Linked DNA regions of Pan troglodytes: region 2 is linked to region 1. A link is a contact called in public Hi-C data. All regions are on one chromosome and are shown on one strand. The core of a region is the stretch at or near the end of the contact, and the rest is flanking DNA. Distances in the headings are between cores, read along the strand shown.

Region 1 (6,307 bases), core at 1,724-4,223:
GTGAAGGAGAAGGGGTTGAGGGGTACTTGCCCCTGCCCCAGGAAGGCAGGACTTGCCGCTAAGGGTGAAGGAGAAGGGGTTGAGGGGTACTTGACCCTGCCCCAGGAAAGCAGAGAAGGGGTAGAGACAAGGAGAGAAGGGGTTGGGGTACTTGCCCCTTCCCCAGAAAAGCGGGACTTGCCGCTAAGGGTGAAGGACCAAGGCAGGCGTCCCTGCGTGGTCTGACACCTTTGAAACGTGGGTGTATAATCAGAGAGGCGTCCCTGCAATGATTAAACACCAAGGGAAGGCTGCCTTCCCAGTCCGTGACCGGCGCCGGAGTTTTGGTCCACAGATAAAATGTGTCTCCTTTGTCTCTCCCAGAAAATGAAAGGAATTGAAATTAAGAGAAGGGAGAGATTGAAGAGTGGAAAGAAGAAAGTGGTTGAGGGACAGAGAGAGGTTAGAGAAGAGAGTAAGAAGAGGCCGCTTACCTGATTTAAAATTGGTGAGATGTTCCTTGGGCTGGTGGGTCTGAGGACCTGAGGTCGTAGGTGGATCTTTCTTACGGAGCAAAGAACAGGAGGACAGGGGATTGATCTCCCAAGGGAGGTCCCCTGATCTGAGTCACGGCACCAAATTTCATGCGCGTCCGTGTGAAGAGACCACCAAACAGGCTTTGTGTGAGCAACATGGCTGTTTATTTCACTGGGTGCAGGCGGGCTGAGTCCGAAAAGAGTCAGCTAAGGGAGATAAGGGTGGGGCCGTTGTATAGGATTTGGCTAGGTAAAGGGAAATTACAGTCAAAGGGGGTTTGTTCTCTGGTGGGCAGGAGTGGGGGTCGCAAGGTGCTCAGTGGGGGTGCTTTTTGAGCCAGGATGAGCCAGGAAAAGGACTTCCACAAGGTAATGTCATCATTTAAGGCAGGGACCGGCCATTTACACTTCTTTTGTGGTTGAATGTCATCAGTTAAGGCGGGGCAGGGCACATTCACTTCTTTTGTGATTCTTCAGTTACTTCAGGCCATCTGGGCGTATACGTGCAAATCACAGGGGATGCGATGGCTTGGCTTGGGCTCAGAGGCCTGACAGTAAATACTTAAATATTTGACATTTTAAGATAAAATTATTTGTTGGTGAAATATCTTTGCATAGTTAAATGCAGATAATTAAATGATTAAATTAGGCTGTATTTGGTAGCTGAAGAATAGATTTATTATATAATATCAGCTGGCATTTGAACAACCCTGTGTTATGTGAACCAACTTCAACACATGGCAATGAGGTGAGGGAATCCTACCCACTGTTTTGGCATATCAACTTGCCCTGTATACTTCTCCCATCACAGGGTACATCAGCTCTACTTCTAGAATGTTGATATCCTTCCTTCCTTCCTTCCTTCATTCCTTCCTTCCTTCCTTTCTTCTTTCCTTCTCTCTTTCTCTTTCTTGAATACTGCTTATGACCAAACTTCAAAGGATGTAGTTATTACATGTGTAACATTTGACAACATCTGTGTTTTCCAGTTGGGACAATCTATGAAATTGCTAATACCCCCTGATTCCTGGCTGGCATATTCAACTGCAAAATAGAAACAACCTTTCCTGCTTCATTTTGGTAGTTTCTTTTCTGGTCACAAGTTGAGACAGGAAGTGCTGGAGCCCATGGAAAATTGAGAAAAAATCTAGACAAAACAAACAATGATGCTTTTGAATTTTAGAAACTTTGCAAATATTTAGTTTATGTCAAGTTTTGGTTACTGAGAAGACTGTTCATATGGACCCAACTTTCTTAAAAATAAGACAAAAATTGGAAGCCATCAATATCTTTAACTTATATTTAATCTTAGATCAATTAAAATATCAATTATTGGTACATAATGTTCATATGAGGAATTTTGCTTGAAAATTCAAGATAGTAGTTTAAATGTGCACCAAATAGTTTGTAGAAATAACCAGTTTAAAATGTAAGAAGAAGTAATGATAATGGTACCTAAACATTTGGGTATTTATAACCTTTCTTGTTAAGTTCATCTGCTTCTTTTTTTGTTTTATTTGGTTTTGTTTTAATCTGGCATTACATTGTAGACATTCAGAAGAAAAAGATTAATATATTTCTTCCAGTTTCCCACTTCTGCCTAATAGTCTCAATTGAACTGATCTCTTGCTTTATTGTCAGAAGATGATTCTTGGTCCTTGTATTTATTATAAAAGCTCAACAGTAAAATGGAAAACCTTAGACATAATTGCAGAAGCTACCAGAAATATTAGTGGATATTCAGTTTCACATGTCACATTTATTTTCAACTTGGGTCATTTCTTAAATACAATGTGAATAACACAGATGAGTTTTCTATTCTCTTTAGGAATAAAAGTTTTCCCTTTGAAGCTTTACTATAGCTTGTCTGATCTGGAAAATTATCTGTCTATATCTAAGGCTAAGACATTGCCTAGTTCAAATTAGCTTTAAAACACTACACAAACCAGTATGACAGAGTGGCCTGAAGCAGAGGATAATTTTTCAGTTGAAAAATGGAACTAAGCAGCTTCCTAAGTGGAATCAGAGAGGGACAGAGAGGTCAAGGCAAGCACAAGTGCTCTTGAAACAAGGAGTGACCCTTTGAGGGTGGCTTGGGCACTTGTTGAGACTCCAGACACACTGCAATCAGAAAACCAACATTAGCCCAGACAGGATGTATGAGTCAAGGATATCTAAAGAAGATGGAAAACGTGGCATCCAGGCATTTGCAAATTTCCAATTGCCGGGCTCCACTTGCGGTCCGCGCTGCTGGTTGGAGCATACTGTAAAGGAAATATAAACAGTTTAAATTAAGTACCAGAGCTAAATCTCTCACATGACTTTCTGAAAAGATGAGGAATGAAATTATCAGCACAATTAGAAGTCTTGAGTCTGCTGGGTCAGGGGACAGGAGAGGAATTCTTGGCACAAAGGAACAGGAAGCACAGCAACTCGCCCATATATGGAGGAGGGGTGAGCCTTTCAAGCAAAATTACTATGACCTCAAAGCTTCTGCTACTCAGACAGCTGTATTGAATTCCGTTCAATGCCAAAGTAGTACCTTAAGCCAGTTTATCTGGTTTGGCTTTGAAGTGGCAATAAAAACCAGGAGCCTCCTGACCTGGGTCATTTCTAAAAAGAGTTGTTTTCTTTCAGCTTTTCCAATTTTAAGAGCAGTTACACTTAACAGGTGTGTGTGTGAAAGAGTGTGGTAAAGGGAACATTTGCTAACATGGAAAATGTGAAAGAAGTCTAGGAATCTTCCAAATGTATTGTAGATTTGGACTTTAAGCAATCACAATATGAACAGTGAATACAATGAAATAAAGCAAACATAATTTGCAATCAGATGCAATATACTAACATGTTTAGACAAACCTCGCTGATTTTATTCTTTAGTGACTTGTTGCATCCAAATGGACATCTTGGATTGGAAACTCCATTCACGTGGAAAGAGAGTAAACAGTGCATGCAAAGTCCCATTTTGCAAGCAGAAGTCTTTCAACGTTTTGGCAAGTAACTTTGCTATTTGGATGCATTCTACTCCAGCTAGTCCTTCTGGGAAACCTAAGGCATCATTCTTACCTACTGTTGAAAAGAAGGAAAGGCACCATTTCTGAGATGGTCCAAAATCGACTTTGCAAAGAGTTATTCAACAGTAGTAGTTTTTGGAAAATGTAATAGCCATCATTTGTCCTTGTAGGGAACAATGTTCCACTCCATATATTTTATAGGTTTTTTTTCAGCTCATTTTATTGCTGCTAAAAGTATACTGGCCAGTCCATTATGCATTATAGTGGGCAAAATAATAGGTGACATTAACATCAGGTTAGTTTCTAGGATTTTTTAAAATTAGCTTTATGAAAATATAACAAAGTAAGAGGTTAAATTAATTAGCTAAAATAAATTCTTTGTATTTAACTGAGAAATTCAATGTCTAAGGAGTTCCAGAGCATTCTTCCATATGGTCCACTTTACCTGGACAAGAATTGATCCTATGCAGATGCAAACCAGACTGTCCTATCACTAATCCCATTTCTTTAAGACCCTTTATAAAAATAATGTACGCTTGCTGCTTAAAGTCAAATTCCTTTAACTGAAGACGAGCTTGGATTGGGAGCATTTCCTGTGCCCTGCCAGTTGGTGGAGTATATTTTATTGGATAGCAGAACTCTGTAATGCATTTCAACTCACTTGATAAAGTCTATCCTGTTCTCTAAGAGAAGAGTCCACTGTTTTTAGTTATTTGCCTTCCTAATCATAAACAATGTAAAATTGGTTATAATTTATTGCTTTAAAGTTTGCATTACCCTCTTGAGCAATTGCTAATGTTCCCCTTTTTCCACTTCTTCCTCATCCTCATATTAATAGACAATATAAGCAACTTCCTCCAAAAATACTTTCAGGATTTCTTCTAATACATTTATTTCCCATAAAAATTACACCAAAAGCACGTTAAAATAATCAGCACAGCTGACTGATTTTCATTAGGCTGCTTCTAGATTATTTTAGGTTTTGACGATGAAAATCATTTACTCTCTTTGTGGCTTTAAGCACAGGTCTGCCTAATGACAGACAGATGCTGGGACTTGGATGCCGACTTTCTCTGTATATGCAGAGAATCTCTGCTGACCTAGAAATGAGGTAGTTGTTGCCTATATACTCTGTGGCAGACTCCTGGAGAAGTCATTCAATAGGAAACTTAAAAAAAGAAAAAAAAACCTTTACCCAGAAGATATTTACTACAATAAGATTCAAATTACCAAAGATTTTATCTTCTGGACTATTATTTTTTGAACCTCATTTTGATTCTGCCCCTCAATATCATTGAGCAGAGAGTTTTTTTTTTCCCATGTAAGTGCTAGATTTATTTTTGAAACAAATTAGAATTCATTGCAGAAGGGAGTACTGTGGGAGTTTGGAGTGTAGTATTTTGGCAAGAAGCACATGAGAAACTTTCACCCTGGGTATTTCTGGTCCCACTGGAGAGGAATACCAGGAATGCGGTGCCTCAATCTGTTCTCACAAGACTTGTGGCTTGAAATTCACACACCCACAAGGTTTAGATAAGAGTCTACCCTGAGCTTGGTCCTTGTGGATGCTTCTCTAAGGCTTAAGAAGCATTTCCACCTTTCGATGGGTCTCCATCCCCATCTGGGCTGATATCTGTGCAGTGCAATACTTGTTTTCTCATTAAGAAGAGGAAACAATGAGAGTGATGGAGGAAAAGTCAATGAAAAGCATGCCCTGCTTTGCGTTAAAAAAAATTTCTGGTAAAAATGTCAGTATACAACACATAAAAATTTCATTGACCTGATTCTACTCTTTCCTACTTTTGTTTCCACCCTACCAATAATCCTGTTTTGGAAGAAGGCTGCTTTACATAAACTCTAAATCTTATTTTCTTATGAGTGTTTTCTCGTGAGTCTTCTCACTCCTTTCTTTTGCTTCATTGATTTTGTAGAAAGGCTGCTTCAGAAATCAGCCACCTGCTCAGATTGCCTAGATGATAAAATTAAGCTCTCAACTGGTGTGAGCAGAAGTTTCAATAAAAAAATTCAATTCAGAATTCTACTCAAAGGTATATTGAGTTTAGACCATGGGATATGCTTTAGCTTCAGAACTAATTGCTTCTCAGGGAATCAATCATGTTAGGTTGATCAAATGTGACTGTAGGGGGACATGTATGTTTATTGACCAAGAGTTATATGGCAGGCACAATACTAGCTGCCAAAATAATGGGAATGCCTCACATTTATATTGTGATTACAGTGTACGGTCATGTTCTAAGCACATTGATCCTTACTACAAACCAGAGAAAATGTTGCTGTTGCTTTTTCTATTTTGTAGATGAGGAAACAGAGAGGGGTTAAAACATCTTTACCAGGACACACAGCTGTATGTAGCAGGACTGGGGTTTATACCTAGCATTTTGGCTCCAGAATTTATGCTCTTAATCACTCTACTGTGGTGTGTTTGTGTGTGTGTATGTGTGTTCGTGGGTGTGTATGTATTTTGCAAACAGTTTTATGAATCATTGTTTGAAAGAGGATATTTAATTTTGCCCCTGTTCAGTTATTTTCTGTTACCAACTGTATTACAGTCAATACAGACTGTTTTGGTGTGCAACACATTACATCAAATCTTACTGGTTTGAAAAAAATGAATATTTCTGATCCGATCATTTCTCTGAGTTAAGAATCAGAGCACACCTACCTAGCTGGGTTTTCTGCCTCAAAGTTTCTTATAGTGCTGCAGTTTAAGTGTTGGCAGGAGCTTCAGTCTTATCTGAAGACATAACTGGGAGAGGA
Region 2 (6,307 bases), core at 1,124-3,623, 370 kb before region 1:
TAAAATTTACTTTCAATGCAAAGATTTCATTTTTCTAGAAAAGGTTAACAAGCAAAATAGAGCAGGAAGACAGGCAGAGGATAATGTGTTAAAAGAATCAACTACGTCAAGGGTAAGAGCAGTTCAAGAAATGACAATGCAAGTACATTGAAAGGAAATTGGCCAATGTGGATGTGATTTTGTCTAGGGGTCATTCAGGAACACCTGGCTGACTTTATTTATAAGGTGATTGTCAAATCAATCTGTAGAATATGGATGAGGTGAAACGCAGAGGTAGAGTATTATTCTAGATCATCTGTAACTTTTCAAATACAACTATCGCACTGAAATTCCAGGGAGAATGTAAGTGACTCCAATAAAGAAACCTGTCAGTCAGTCAAGAGTGTTTATTTATTATCCCCCTGTGCCAAGCAATATTCTAGCCAATATGAAATGATACAAAATAAAGAGTAGTCATCACCCTTCCAATCTCCTGAGAGCAAATGGATTACATTTGCAGACACACACACACACACACACACACACAAACACACCCCACCTCTATGTGGGTGGTCAGGAAACTCAACTATATGGACATATAACAACTTCATTTAGAAAAGTGCTGATTAGAAAACTAAACTTACAAAATTAGAAAAACTGGAGAATAACGAATTTTATGAAAAATAGATTACAATGGATTCATAAGGCATGCCCTTTATTTAAGTCCCATTATGTTGTTAAAATTGGGAATAACCCTTCACCCTCACAAATTTACAAAATATTTTTGGAACACATTATGCAAATATGGAGTCACACTGGTGTTGTGGAGCTGCTAACTCGAATAAAATACCATACTTGATAAAAAACCTTCTGTCCACTAAACTGTAAATCCCTTAAAGTCAAAGATCAGGCCTTAATTGCCTTTAGTGTATATTTAGTACTCTGTAGATAGAAGTGGTAAAGGGATAAGAATGAATGAATGAGACAGGCGGGTGAAATTTTCAAGAATGAGACAGATGGGTGAAGTTTTCAAAGGTTTCTAAAAGGGAAAAACAAGAAGACTAGGATATTCCAAGCAGAAAGGTCTGGTTGGTTGGCCCCAGTTGGTGTTCGCGTATAAGAAGAGGGCTTGGCATTTTCCTCACCACTGAAGAAGGATCAGCCCCTGGTTTGGTCCAGTAAGAATATGTTCTTGCCCAAATGCCACTCCTTAGTTTCAGGGACATTGCTATTTTGGTTTTCTGTTCCAGCCCAAGTGTTCTTGATGGTCGAATTGTTTGCATTGACTTTTTTTCCACAAGAAGTTGGGTGATATTGCTGATTTGCCTGCCATGGCACTTCCTTGTTTCCATTTTGATTATTACTCAAAAATAGCTTCATTTTAAAATTCAACTTTTCTGACTCTCTGCTTGTGCCTTTAACACATTGACAATGATTTTCTGCTTCTCCCCAAAGAAAGCACGTTGGATCCTGTCACAGACATATTTAGCAGACATGGAACCACCATAAGCCCTGCTTGGCATGTGTGTTTCATTTCAGACTACCTCATGAGAACTTTAGGTCTTAAAGCATCGGCCTCTCTCTCCAAGTCAGCCTGAACACAAGCCACATACAGATTTCAGTTCTTTCTTGACCTTTTTGGTGTAAATGTAAACAATTCTATCACCAGGGGTTCAGGGCAGCCTAGTTTTGTTAGAGGCTGTATTGTAGGAAAGTCCAAGGTTGCAGGATCATTCTGAGTCCCTTAGACATCATTCTCAGAAGAGCTTGCTATTAGCTTAATGCTGCCCAACTACTACGTATGCTTCACGAGGGCAGGGACTTTTGTCTGTTTTCACTGCTGCGGCTCCAACCTCTAAACAGTGCCCGACATAGTAGGCATTCAGTAAATATAGTACTTGTTAAATGAATGTTATTTTGGCTGCCTTTACTTTTGCTTTATCTGTCCTGCTTTAGGGAGCTGGAAATTGGAGGAAAGCCTTTGAATTCATTTCCCTTCTTCCTTCTGTTCTGAAACTCTGGCCAAGGGTCCCAGCAAAGACCTTAGGGAGTGGGGAGCCCTCCTGGAAACTAATGACAAGTCAGGCGACAGGGGGCGGGAGAAGGAGAGCTGCAGGAAGTTCTTTCCCACTTCTTGCTTCTGCAGCACCCTTCACCACCCATCGTGCTCTGTATTTGGGGTTAGAGGTGTTCCGTGGAAGGGAAAGCAGGGGCCGCCTTGGCCGCGTTCCTCTCCTGGGCCACCGGGGTCTTGCCCACAGCGAGTCCCGCAGCACCCCCTGTCTGCGCAGCACCTGTTGACAGCCAGTGGGCGGCCAAGCCCGCTCGCGCGGACGCGTCCCAGGGCTGCCCCTCCCAGAGGCGCTGACCCCCGCCCGCCCCATCGGCCGCCTGCGGGAGAGCCGCTGAGCCGCCCCCGCTCGCCAGGCGCGCGCTCCGCCCGGGCTCGGCCCACGGCCCCCACCTCCTGTCTGCCGCCCGGCGGGGGGAAGGTAGAAAAGGGGAGGGGACAAGCCGGATCCTCCCGGCCGCCCCGGCCTTCCCTCTTCACCCCGTGCGGAGACGCCGCGCGTAGCCCCGAGGTTAGCGCGGAGCCCGAGGCGTGGGGGGAGGGGACGGGGAACAACCGGAGCCCCGCGGTGACCCCGGGCGGCCGAATTGCCCCAGGCTTTGAGGAGCGGGGGACGAGCCCGAACAAGGTGAACTTTGGTCGCGGAAAACTCAAGCCAGGTGCCGGAATCCGTGCTGCGGCGCTCCGAACCCGGGGCCAACTGCGCTCCGGGCTGAGGAGCGGGAGCCCCGCGGCCTCTCTCCGCCTGCGCCCGGGCCGCCGTCGGCCCGGAGCCCCCCGGCCCCGCTCCGGCGCCCCGGCCCGTGGGACACGCCGCGGCGCCCTCGCCTTGTTTCTTCCCCCTCCCCCTTCGGGGGTGGGGGGTGGGGCGGGGGAGAGGGGCGCCCGGAGAGCCGCATCTATTGGCAGCTTTGTTATTGATCAGAAACTGCTCGCCGCCGACTTGGCTTCCAGTCTGGCTGCGGGCAACCCTTGAGTTTTCGCCTCTGTCCTGTCCCCCGAACTGACAGGTGCTCCCAGCAACTTGCTGGGGACTTCTCGCCGCTCCCCCGCGTCCCCACCCCCTCATTCCTCCCTCGCCTTCACCCCCACCCCCACCACTTCGCCACAGCTCAGGATTTGTTTAAACCTTGGGAAACTGGTTCAGGTCCAGGTTTTGCTTTGATCCTTTTCAAAAACTGGAGACACAGAAGAGGGCTCTAGGAAAAAGTTTTGGATGGGATTATGTGGAAACTACCCTGCGATTCTCTGCTGCCAGAGCAGGCTCGGCGCTTCCACCCCAGTGCAGCCTTCCCCTGGCGGTGGTGAAAGAGACTCGGGAGTCGCTGCTTCCAAAGTGCCCGCCGTGAGTGAGCTCTCACCCCAGTCAGCCAAATGAGCCTCTTCGGGCTTCTCCTGCTGACATCTGCCCTGGCCGGCCAGAGACAGGGGACTCAGGCGGAATCCAACCTGAGTAGTAAATTCCAGTTTTCCAGCAACAAGGAACAGAACGGTGAGTCTTTCCCCCATTCTCCCCCTGCTTGTTTCTCGCTGTGTGTGTTAACGTTGGCATTGTGCGTTGGTATGTGATGTATACCAGACTGTGAAGGTATCGTTGGTCTCTCTTTACATGCAAATGTGCGCTGCGTTCATTGGCATGGACTGTTAAAGGTTAAGTGTAGTTTGCAACTTCGGGAGCTGCCACAAAGCTCCAAGAGGGCAACGTGAGTGCCATTGCAGAGTGAGGACATTCTGGGAGCGATTGTGAACGTCATTTCAAATGCACATTGCAGGTTCGCTCATTGCCAAAGTTAGAAGTTCAAGAACTGCCTCTAAAAACGAATCCAAAATGAATGAGCCTTGGCATGTTTGACTTTACTCAGATTTGGGGAGGGCGAGGGGGGTCGGTCAGGGAATGTATCAGCCGCATTAATTGAAGCATTCTAGGTCGAAGTCATCAATTAATCAATGAGTAGATAGGAAATATAGAGGTCAAGAGGCTGTGTGGTCGTTTTTAGAGGAATTAAAAAGTGTATTTCTCTTGCTCCCTAGTTTTTTGTTTTTTAAACTTGCCTTTGTACTCTGAAGTCCTTACCTTTCTGGTGGTGTGTTTTTGTATGTGTTGGTGAATGACTGCTATTTTGTGTGTGCTGGAAACGACTTAATCCTGCATAGGAAATGAGAATTACTTTCAGCTTTCAAGTGTACCTGAAATGTTTAGAAAACTCTCAGATGCAAGTTCCCTTGGGCTGGGATTGCACAGAGCTGGAGAAAGGCTCCTTTCATAAAGCCAGGGCAGCTTCAGGGTGTGTAATTTGCTTAGCCTCTGAACCCATATGATTTACATCATTCAATTTCTAAACTCTTTTTCTCTTCATCTAACATTATGAAGTCATTTTTGAGAATACTTTGTAAATAGAAATTTTATACTGCACATGAAACCACAATGTTCATGTAGGCTGTCTAAAATTGGAATATTTAACGCCCTGTTTACAAGTGGTGGCTCTTACTGTAATTTGAAAAGGAATATACATGTTTTTACTGCTTTGTATATCATCTATTCAGAATGCAAGGATTCTGTCACTTGATTAACCATGCAAAATGAACACAAGTGGCATACCTACAAAATTAAGATAGGATGTGCTATAGTTTTAAGTCAGAGTGATTTTTTCTCCTTTTCATATTGGGGTGTTTCAAGACTTCAACTTTGAATTTAAACTCTATGAAGTGTTCATGTTTAAGAAAGCACAGAAAGTTTTAGGGTATAAAAGTAGATAAAATAAGGATTCTGCTGACTTTTGCAAACGTTATTTGTATTTGCTGTTGCGCAGCAAGACATAGTATCACATTTATCAGCTAATATTAGTGTGGTGCTTCTTACAACTTGCTAATGTGATGCCACATGGCACCTGCAGACTCCTTGAGCTGCTGATCAAAGGGCAGCCTAGGGATGTATCTCTAATCACAGTAGCTGCAGAGGTCTGGGGGAAAGTGATCAAAGGAGCCACAGCACCAGCTGTACCCGTGCAGGAAACACATCAGACCAACCTTTGTTCTTTCTCATGTAAAATAAATGTCCAGTTCAAAATATTGCTTCTTACTAGCCAAGCTCCTCCATAATGACAACAATGCACAATATTCCTGGCTTCCTGGCTTCTGTTTTTTATTGTTCCTGTCCCATATCATTTCTCCTATTGCCTTGTCTTATCAAGCCTCTCTTGGCATCTGCCCGAATCTCTTTGCTGACCTGTGCTTCTCTTTGTCCTTTCCTTTTAGTTCTCTCTTGTGATCCCCATGCTATCATCACTTTGTAAGGGTCCCAGAGCTGTCATGCAGCATGTGGTCATAGGCCACTTTACCCAAGTAGATTCACACCTCCAGGAGAGATGAGTTCATTAAGCCAGGCCACACACATTCTGTTGCCATCTGAGGCTGGGCCATTTCCATTCCTAAGATGCATGATGCTAAAAATTGCTGCTTGTTTCCTAATCTGTGGGTAGAGGATTAGGCTATGTTTGGGGGTTGGTCTATGTTAAGAATGGCAGCAGGAAGTAACTAGAAGTAGAGGAACTACTTGTAGTTTTTAGCCCAAGGAGAAGTGGCACTGGCCAGCACTAGGGGGCAATATAGAGCTATTTTCTTGCACATGCTCAGGTTGATTTTTATACGTCAATGTTTCAAGATTTGAGGGTAACAGGTGGGTGCTGAAGAAGATTCCCCTGGAATGTAACCAGATTTGTTAGAGCTACTACCATTACCGTTACTACTACTACTTCTACTTCTTCTTCTTTTTGTCTTTCAAATTTTCCATTATGTGGGTAATCTTTTGCCCACATACTGAATTATGATTGAATTTTGATTGCCCTGTTGCTGTCTCAATTTTGACAGTTGTACAGTCCTGTAAATATGAACCCTCCTTGAGGATACCACATAGAAGATCCCATTGGCCCAGTTTGTGCATTGCATCGTTTTGTGAAAGGTCTTCTCTAACTCTGAAATGTCCAAATTGATATATTATGACTATAGCAGCTCATTCTTGTCTCCAAGGACCCCTCCTCATGATACTCTCTTTTCTTGAGTATTCTAAAGTCCCTAATGGTGATTACTCAATCAGGTACCTCGGGCTGCTCAGTTTTAATATTAACTTGGTATTTCAAGAGGAGGTAGAATTGGAAATTGATTGCTGTAGCCAATGCTGCATACATGGATTTAGACTGGATCATGTGGACATGGTTCAGAATTAGCTTTGAAGGGTTAGTGTCATTTACAATATTGTTA

What was found. Hi-C and Micro-C count contacts between places; a contact is called where the count stands out from the background.
Region 2: a contact with region 1 is called in a Hi-C map of stem cell-derived neural progenitor cells, with 2.8 times the contacts expected there. The contact joins the promoter of PDGFC here to the enhancer-like site in region 1. A contact is called at or near these places in 1 of 7 Hi-C or Micro-C datasets (stem cell-derived neural progenitor cells) and 1 of 1 datasets of contacts at active chromatin or transcription factors (stem cell-derived excitatory neurons).

What each region holds. Positions count from the first base shown.
Region 1 is chr3:158,397,052-158,403,358 of NHGRI_mPanTro3-v2.0_pri, reverse strand. No RefSeq gene overlaps it. Among named protein-coding and RNA genes, the nearest start is that of PDGFC, 370 kb to the left of the region's middle. Within about 2 kb of position 2,973, at least 2 of the 24 cell types and tissues checked have an H3K27ac peak or open chromatin away from gene starts, as enhancers often do. A contact at or near this core is called in stem cell-derived neural progenitor cells, where this site is marked.
Region 2 is chr3:158,769,790-158,776,096 of NHGRI_mPanTro3-v2.0_pri, reverse strand. PDGFC (platelet derived growth factor C) reads left to right here and starts at 2,373. Exons shown (of 7, transcript XM_063809961.1): 1 at 2,373-2,561; 2 at 3,309-3,542. The coding sequence starts at 3,425.